Linked DNA regions of Drosophila melanogaster: regions 1 and 2 are each linked to region 3. A link is a contact called in public Hi-C data. All regions are on one chromosome and are shown on one strand. Each heading gives the region's core, a stretch centred on a gene start, on an enhancer-like site or on the middle of the called end of the contact. The rest is flanking DNA. Distances are from core to core; before and after follow the strand shown.

What was found. A called contact is a pair of places that touch in the nucleus more often than the background predicts.
Region 1: a contact with region 3 is called in a Hi-C map of the Kc167 cell line, with 2.5 times the contacts expected there. The contact joins the promoter of oc here to the promoter of Caf1-180 in region 3. A contact is called at or near these places in 1 of 1 datasets of contacts at CTCF or cohesin (the Kc167 cell line), 16 of 107 Hi-C or Micro-C datasets (the Kc167 cell line, the OSC cell line, the S2 cell line and 6 more) and 2 of 6 datasets of contacts at active chromatin or transcription factors (both in the Kc167 cell line).
Region 2: a Hi-C map of the OSC cell line shows a contact between it and region 3, with 2.5 times the contacts expected there. The contact joins the promoter of Trf4-1 here to the promoter of Caf1-180 in region 3. A contact is called at or near these places in 17 of 107 Hi-C or Micro-C datasets (the D17-c3 cell line, the Kc167 cell line, the OSC cell line and 5 more) and 1 of 6 datasets of contacts at active chromatin or transcription factors (the Kc167 cell line).

Annotation. Positions count from the first base shown.
Region 1 is chrX:8,649,018-8,652,028 of dm6, reverse strand. oc (ocelliless) reads left to right here and starts at 1,348. Exons shown (of 4, transcript NM_078536.4): 1 at 1,348-1,935.
Region 2 is chrX:8,559,210-8,562,481 of dm6, reverse strand. Trf4-1 (Topoisomerase related function 4-1) reads right to left here and starts at 1,587. Exons shown (of 5, transcript NM_001272411.1): 1 at 1,223-1,587. CG12112 reads left to right here and starts at 2,290. Exons shown (of 4, transcript NM_132261.3): 1 at 2,290-2,561; 2 at 2,624-2,829; 3 at 2,903-3,056; 4 at 3,119-3,272. The coding sequence starts at 2,459. The coding sequence ends at 3,261.
Region 3 is chrX:8,604,853-8,607,800 of dm6, reverse strand. It overlaps Caf1-180 (Chromatin assembly factor 1, p180 subunit), which reads left to right and starts at 1,497. Exons shown (of 3, transcript NM_132267.5): 1 at 1,497-2,948. The coding sequence starts at 1,613.

The DNA of each region.
Region 1 (3,011 bases), core at 99-2,598, 44 kb before region 3:
AAACAACTGTCGTCAGCTATTTCAAATTGTCATAAAAATTTGATAAGGTTTTTTCCGCTGCTCCCCCAAACCACCCAACTCTGCGAATTTTTATTCCTGCGTCAGCTACAAGGCAAAAATATAACAGAAAAAAATGTTTGGGCACAAAAAGTGTTGGTTGCTCGAAAATATCATTTACAGTTAGACTGCCATGGTAGAGAATTTATAAATAAGCTAATTAATAATTATAAGCTAGTTGAAAATTAAAACTAACAAAACCGCTTTGCAAAACTAAATCATAATTATAATAGCTATATCTATTGAAATCATTTATTAAAGACCTCTTTTGAGCAATTCTTAGCCCACGAATAGCAAACTAGACTTTAAACCCAAATCCACCTTAAGTTTCGATTCTTTTCGCCTCACTTTGCGTAAATGATAATTGAACAATGGGGGCCGCCCATTGGGGCGAAAGAGAGGGGGCGTGCCAAGTGTGAGTGGCTGGCTCTCCCCATCCCTGTCGCGCTTTCGCCGCTGGTGTTGTGTGTGCATGGCAATTTGCGACGCAGAAGTAGAAGAGGAGGAAGCTAAAGAAGAAGCAGTAGCAGCAGTAGCAGCAGCAGTAGCAAAAGTAGCGGTACTGACCAGCGTCCTTTAAACGCCCGTCGCCACCTACCCCCGTTTCCTTATCTTTCGCTGTTAGCTAACAAATTTTTGCGTTGTTTTCGCTGTCTTGTCGTTTTCATTAAAATTTCATTGCTGCCGCGCAAAAATACGAAGGTACGTTGTTGCTTTTTTTTCCTCCTTTTATGACTATGTATTTTTTGCTCCTCGTTTTTTGCTCTTGTGGCAACAACAAAGTTGTTGAACTGAATTTTTTTGGGGTGTGGTCCCACACTCAAACGCACACCAGCAACGTACACACACGCTCATACACGCGCGCACACACACGCGCAGCAGCAACAACACAGCGGTAAATACAGCTGCTCAGCAAACGGTACCACCAGCAGTTGTCTCGCTCCCACTCAGTCAGGTTGTAAGCGGCGTGCGAGAGAGATGCCGCAAGAGAGTGAGAGAGAGAGAGAGAGCGAAATACTGAACGACTGGAACGGAGCGAAACTACGGCTATCTCACTCTGGCGCGCGGTAGAGAGCCGGGCAGCCATTGCTAAAAGCAGGCACTCACTCGCTCTCCCTCTCGTTTCCACCACCGCTGGTGTTTGTTTGTTGTTTTTTTCCTGCTTCTTCTTCCAACATTTTTTCTTGTTGTTTTTCTTTTTTCGCAGACTCTGGTCGAACGACTTTTGCTCTGCCCGCTGCTCGCTGCGCTGCTGCCGCCGCTGCCATCGTCCGTGGAAGGTGTACCGCAATTCATTTCCAGAGTAACTTTCGTGCCGCTCGGGTTGTTTTTGTGCGTCGTCCGTCGCCCAGTTGCTCAGTTGCTCATTCGCCCCGTTCGCCGCTCGTTCGATCGCTCTCGCCACTCGCCGCGTTCGCCGATAAGCAAGCAAGCACCAGCGCAAGCCAATAACAACAATCAATTCGCCGTCGCCAAACCGAATCAAATCAAATCGAAGCAAACTAAACCAATCAAACACAAATAAACAAATATCAACACGAGAAGCTATAGCTAACACAGCTATAGAGAAACAAAGAGCCCCAGAGGAGAATACTAAGTAATACAGAGAGATATATCCTTTTGGATATAACGCAGTGCCAAGTGACGAGAATCTGTTTTTTTACCGTGTTGCCAGTGCTAAACCATAAACATCGCCCAAAAAACATACATCTCTGGAATACAATATTTATATATATATAAATATACATATATATCTTTATATATATGCATGTGTAAAATATACTCATGCCATAACCATATAGTAGTTGGATCCGAAAACAAGTCACCATTGGAATACAGCACCGTTTTGCTTCTAGTTTTGTTTGTGTTTTTTTTTCGGTGAGTGCGATCCGCCGATATCGAGAAATCGGTAGCAATCTATATATCCAGCAAGGAATGTGGAGCCGAGAGATAAGCACGGATTACATGGGGAATCTGTAGACCTAAGTAGTTTTTGGGGGAGCGGGAATCTATCTTAGGGATTACTCTTATCAACTTGTTTATTTAGCAGAGATATTAGGTCACAAGTCTTACATTATCTATGACATATTTGAAATACACTCTTTAAACTTGGAATAATATTGAAAGATCTAACACGCTGTAAAGCTTAATTATTTTCTTTTTCGTTATCGCTTCAACTTTATTCTTGAGCCAATCTTCATTCTTCATTATAAAGCTCAGACTTTAGAGATATGTTATAATATGTTTGGTTCACTATTTTCGATTAGCCGAACTTGACAGATCTTTTGTTTTTCACTTACACTTCTACATATATTTACAAGGTTAAAATGTTCTTCCAAATGCTATAATCAACCGATATTATTTTGCCACATATACTAGTCTTTATTTAGCTTCAGATTCAATGGATCTTAGAAGTCTTTAATTGGAATACTATTCATTGATTTCGGGGACTCCCAAGTCCAACAATAGAGTTACCTATTCCATGCCCGAAACTTTGTTTCAGTTCCTTCAGCTCTTCGTGATATGATGGAGCCTTTTTTTTAAAAATCTGGTTTCGGTCAGGAAATTTCCGCCTATGACTAATGTGCTGATCGTAATGTGAGAAAATGCGCGTTTCGGAGATTCGTTATGATTTTCATAATTTTAATGGGCATATTAAGGCCGCCTCCCCTAATTAGGCAAAACAAAAAGAAGCCAGCAAGAGCCGACCAAATCGATACGAGAAATGTGATATAGAAAAAAGGCTAACAAAATGATAGGGCCAACGGCGAAGAAACCCCAAGAAAATCAATACTAGATACAATAGAAGACAGCCGACGGACCCGTTCGGGTCACATTATTCACACATATTCCCAACATCCCCACATCACCACATTCCCACTTCCCGATGTTAGCGATCGGATCGTCTAATTTCAAAGCGGCGGCTATAAATTAAAATATCTGAATAATACGTT
Region 2 (3,272 bases), core at 338-2,837, 45 kb after region 3:
AAACTATTACAAATTATGCGCTCTTTTTCTACAAATAGAAATGCCCCGCTCTCTCACACATCCCCTCCCTCCCACCACTTTCAAGCGAGCGCTCTTATTCACTCCTTTTTGCAAACCAATTGCAGCTGAAGCGTTTAAAGGCGCCAGTCGAAAATTGTTTTTCAGAGCGCGAAAAATCACACATACACACACGCGCTAGAAAAAAAAAAAACAAAAATGGGCCACAACAAAAAGGTTTTTCACATACGAAAAGCAAATCAAAATGCAATAAAAACAACAAGCAATTCGAAAAAAAAAAACAGAAGGAAAAACAGCTCACGAGACTCCGAGACCCGCAAATAAATGACTTCCCAAGTGATATTATATCTCGCACCAATACACTGATAGCTACTCTAGTTTTGTGCAGCGTGCGTGTGACTCTGTTGGGTGTGTGCGTTTGTGTGTGAGTGTGCAAGGGCGTACAGGTGGCCGTAGTATGGGGGTGGGAGTGGGAGCGGGACAGCACACATGCACATGTACCGAAAGGCGGCTTCGATTATGCAAAAAAAATATAATACAATAAGAAAAAAGGGAGAAGAAAGATGGGCAGAGAAACCGCTAAATGCGCACACACCTACACCTAATGCATATTTTACCCGATACGATTTTCATTTGCTGGCTGAATTTTCGGTAAAAAAAAACTTAGTTGCATTTGACAGAGGAAAACTCCCGTACACCCACACACATTTACAGCAGGCCATCGCGCACATGTACTTGTACATTTTAGGCAAATTAACACTTTCTTAATGTTCGCCAGTGTTGGCTAACGACCCAAGGAGAGCAAGTGAGAGAGCGGGGCGAAGTGATATTGAAGAAAGGCAGAAAGAGAGAGCGATTTATTGTTTTAACCGGCAAAAAACATACAGAGGCTGAAATTAGTCGGAGTAATTAATTGCAGTGGATATCGATAGACGGGCCTCGGTGTTGCCACCTGGCTTCGAAGGGCTCTCTCTCTTTACAGCACTGTCCGGGGCAAATGTAAACATTTAATTTATGCAACCGCTGCAGTAATTAAGCGAAAATCAATTAAGCAGACTACTCCAAACGCACGCCCGCTCTCATCCTCGTATTCTATCACACGCACACACATGCGTATCGAACTGCTCTTCACATGATTTCTCGCGTAATTCAGTTGGAATTTTTCACACACAATTCGTTTCTTCTTTTTTTTTAGCCGTTTTACCTTGACAAGTTTTGGTTCTCGTTGCGATTGCGTTGTATTTCAAGTTTATCACACATACATATACTCACACCTACACACGCAGCAAAACGTGAACAAAATACACATGTTGGTTATAAAAAATAAGCCAAGTTATATTATGCCAGTTGTATTATTGTGCAGCACAAAACCCGCCCAAAAATTAATGGAAAATTACAGTTGTTGTCGGTCGGCGTCGCTGCTGCTTCTTCCGTTCTTTCTTACTGTCTCACTCTCCCTTCTCACATATCCTTATAAGCACTAACAATTTCTGCTTCTCGCTCACTTTCGTTGCGCTGCCGATGGAGCTCTCTCTTTCACTCCTTGCTGCCTCTATGCCTTTTATGCACTCCCCACACACCCGCACACAGAGTGACATTTGAAGCACATACAGACGCACACGACTGGTTCTTTCGAGAATCGAACATTACCGAATTTATCAAATTGCGCTTCGCAATTGTGCATTTCCTGTGCAGATCGCAGGCCTCAATCGCGGCACGATTGTTTTTCGCCCTTTAGCAACGTTCCCTGTCAATTTCTGTGGATTTATATTGCAATTTGCGTGCGAACACGCGACCGTTTCGCGATAGAGCTGGTTCACGAATCGATTGATGAGCGATGTTATCGATAGACCTGATAAGCGAGAGGTGGATGTGCTCGCTAGATTCGCCAAGGTTGATGACTCCGCTAAGTGAATGGTCCTATTACAAAATATCGATGACATCCAAATTGCTTGTTAAATATAGTTTCAAATTTAACTGTAACATAAAAAAAATGTATTAAATCAATTTTAAAAAAACCCAACTTAGCATTTGTTATTTGGGGAAAGTCCATGCTATTCCCACCTACTCAACTGACAGGACGCATCACCAACTAAATTCGTTAAAAACATTGTGATTATTATAAACAATTAGTATTATTTATCCTGTGGCTTATGCGATTGGTTGTCATGCGATATTCTGGCTTTCACCATGTTCTCTGTACTACTGTACAGTTCCGCCGCTAATCAGACGTCGTCATCACTGATTCACCAGTTACTCATATGTGATGAGCAAGAGGGAGTTTTTGCCCGTGCCCTTACTTTCCCATTCGTCGCCTAGCGAAGGCAATGATGAAACAGCGAGGAATTCCATTTGGAGCTTAACTGTGTAGCGAAGCGAATCGCTTCCATTAGGGACTTTCCTCAATTCATAAACTAAATATACATATGTATTCACTTTAATGCTAAAAATTAACGAAGCAATGCCTGAAATCAAGAGACTTTGCCTCGCCACCGAGAATAGTCATATCGCAGCCAATGCCATGCTGCTAACAAAGATAGATGGTATGTTTGTGACATACATATCTTATAACACCGGATCATATTACATTACCTAACCCACTTAGAACTCAATTCCCAAGTCCTGTCGCAGCGCGCAGAAATCGAAAACTTGACGAGGGCGGTTAAGACACTTACGGAATTCGTTAAGCAGTCGATGAAAACGACCAAGCCGAAGGCGAAGGGAAATCCGGACGATGATTTTCCAATTATGTATGAGGAGGATCTGGTCGAAGTGAATCACAAGATAAGCCAGGACTCCAGGGGGATCTATGTAAGTTTCTCCTTCCTCATGCTTTTCCATCAATAGAATATTATATAGTTGTACTTATATGATCCCTGATCAGACGAATTCCATGCGGAAATTCCTGCGCCAGGGAAGATTAAGCCGCACCATAAGACTCATTTTCTCCGAGGACATCCTTCTGAACTACAATATTGATGGGAATCAGAAAAAGAAAAGACTAAAAGATCACGAACATCTGTTTCGTTCGCTTATGAGTAAGTTTAGTGCTCGACATCCAACTTTTAGTGATCCATTCAATAATTATCCCCAACTACAGACGCCATCGGTCAGGTGGAACCGACGCTACCCTCGGAAAAAGTCTTATTCAAAGCCATGAGATGCGTTAAGAATTGCGCAGCCAAAAAGAAGGGCAAGGTAGATGATGACCCCTTGTCCGTTTTGAGCGTGGAGAAATCATAACTGTGCCCATG
Region 3 (2,948 bases), core at 248-2,747:
TATAATATGCCACATGTCCAACCCACTACATCTGAACCCTCCCCCACCCCTCTGATTTTGTTGTATATATGTACATACATATATATTTAATTTTTCCAAAGAAGCCACAAGCGGCGACCGCAATTTGTATCTCATGTGAATTGGATTGCACATGTCAGTATTAGTCATCAAGATTTGCACTTTAGGGCCGTTGCAAGTGTTTTGTTTAAAAAAAAAATAATACTAATAGTTAGTACCCACAAATCACTTAAATATGTATCAATTCTATCTGATTATTATCTCACACCAGATTAATCAAATCATTACTTTTCTTTTGAGTTTACAAGCTAGGAGTACTTCATGGGATAATAAATCCAATGCATCGAAGTGCAATTGCAATCAGAATTATGCGCATGCACACAGTATATATGTATGTATAATCACAGAGTAGTTGGCGCCCCCAAATCCATCACCTCCTCCTCCTCTCTCCCCCCCCCCCCCCCCTTTGAGCTGTGTGTACGTGTTGGCCTATTGAAACAAATTGTAATTAAATGAAATGTATTCCAGGCCGCTGCGACGCAGGCTGCAGCCGGAGGCAGGATCTCTCATTCTCCCTCGGTTTGGGTCACCATGTCAACCAGGTCGCCAGGTGGAAAGGGGTCAACAGTGGCTATGACTGTGGCCGCAAGCATTTTTCCACTTATCCGGGATTAGCAAAAATGCCACATTAAACTAAGTAAACAATTATCGACAGTGGGGCGATATTTGTTAGCTGCATCAAAAGGTAACAATAACTACGTACCCAATCAACCTGATAGCTTGCAGAAATGGAATAAACTTGGGAAGACGACAGTATTTAATTGTATTTAATTATTCACAAAAAGCTCGCCCAGGGTGCACAACAATTAGCATTGTGTACTTTCGCTTGCATGAGTAGTTTTCAATGTCTATTTCAATTTTATTGCTCACTGTTCTGGAAAAGAAATTAATAACAAAACATTAAGAAAACGGCATTGACTCTAATTTGATATTCTTGTAAACAATATAAACTATTAAAAGAAATAAATCTTACAAATCTTACAAAGACATTTTTAAGTTTCTCCACTTCGCTATTTATGTTTTAAAGTCTCCACAATTAAGCTAAGCCAATAAAAAGGACACAAGGATATTCCTCTTTCTTATCTAAGTTCCCCACCTCCTCCGATCACAGTTTAATTCTCCAATTTGCCATAGTTTAATTCTCCAATTTGCCATAGTTTGACTCTTCACTTTGCCATATTAAAGACTTCTACCAAGACTAAAGTCTCCACTGAAACAATCAAAGGATTAGTGGGTAAAATTATCCACGGGAATAATCTACTACCACTAATCCTTTGATTATGGAGACTTTAGCCGTATGCAGGATCACTCTTATCATAGTTTTCCACCACTCGATCGCTTGCCAACACTGATGCACATTATATCGATCTATCGAGCGCGCGATCGGATCTATTGGCGGCAAAGCGCAACCGCAACTGCCATCGCTAGTGTGTTTTCACCGCCTTTTTTATTAAGCGAATAACAAGTGAAGATTTGCTGGGGGAAAACAGGAGCCGCAGGAAACAGGAAACAGGCAGACAGAGAGTACAGCAGAATGCACGCTGGCGTTGTTAAGACGCCGCTCAGCGGCAGGAAAAAAGATGCGGCTGTGCCGGCCAAATCAGCGGAAAAGACGGCCAGCGGTGGCAAGAAGTTCGTGCAGACGCGTTTGCCCTTTAAGTTATTAACGCCAGGCGGTGGGGCGGTGCCCACATCCTCCTCCTCCTCATCGTCCCCCGCCACTATCGGCTCTGGCCCCGTCACTGTAATCCTGGATGAGGACGATCCCGCTCCGCGCAAGCGAAAACTTTCGTACGACGATGAGTCGCCATCGGAGGGCACTGGCTGCTCTACGGGGCAACTGCGACGTTCGACCAGCAAGGAGAATCTGGATCTGGCCAGTTCCATAGCCACTAAAAAGGTCAAGACCACGGATTCGGTAGTGGAAGATGTCATAGAACTGGATGAGGACGAGGCCGACAAGGAGATAGAGGACCAGGATCAGTTGGTAGAGGCCAAGTCCTCCAAGGAGGTCAAGTTGAAGCCCAAGAAGTCGGAGGGCAAGAAAGGCTCGCCGGCACCCATACAAATCAAGCTGCCATTGGTCAACAAACGATCAAAGCGCAGAAAATCCCTGAAGAAATCTGAGGAACCGCTGGAGACTTCGACCGCGGATGTTGCCAAGGGGGACAGCGAGTCCAGCGATGACATAGAGATTATCGCCGAAGAACTGAACCCCCAGAAGAGGCAAAAAGTACAAACGCCGCGTGAGAAATCCCCAGAAAACAGCTCTACAAGCGGCAAGCACACGGAGGAGGTCATGCAGAAGAATGGAAAGGACTCAAAGAAGCAGGAGGAGTCCATGAAGGCGGTCAAGGAGTCGAAGAAGGAAGAGCCAAAGACCGCAGAACAAAATAAAAAGAACGATCAGGCCACAATAGATCTCTTTATGGGAAAGAAAATGGAAACTAATAAGAAGGATAAACCGGAGGTCAAGACCACAGCTAAAGACAACAAGAAAGATCCACTGATTGCAGAGGATTCCAAACCAAAAGAAGTCCCTAAGAAGGAAACAAGCAAAACCGGAGGAAAAGGCAAGAAGGAGGGAGCAAAACCAGCTGAAAAGAGTAAGAAAGAAGAGAAGGAAGACAGCACAACAAAGTCAAAGAAAGAGAAAGCAGACTCACCTGCAAATAATCAAAAAGAACAACAAATTGGAGTCAAGAAAAAGACTTCTGAACCAGAAGATGCATCGAACTCACACAAATCGGTGACGGCCAAAAAGGATTCCAAGAAAGACGAGGCATCTACTCAAGTTAAGTCGGACAACGAATCTCCGGAAGCAGCAGAAATCTCGATGATCCTCTCGACCAGCGAGGCCAACAGTTCCA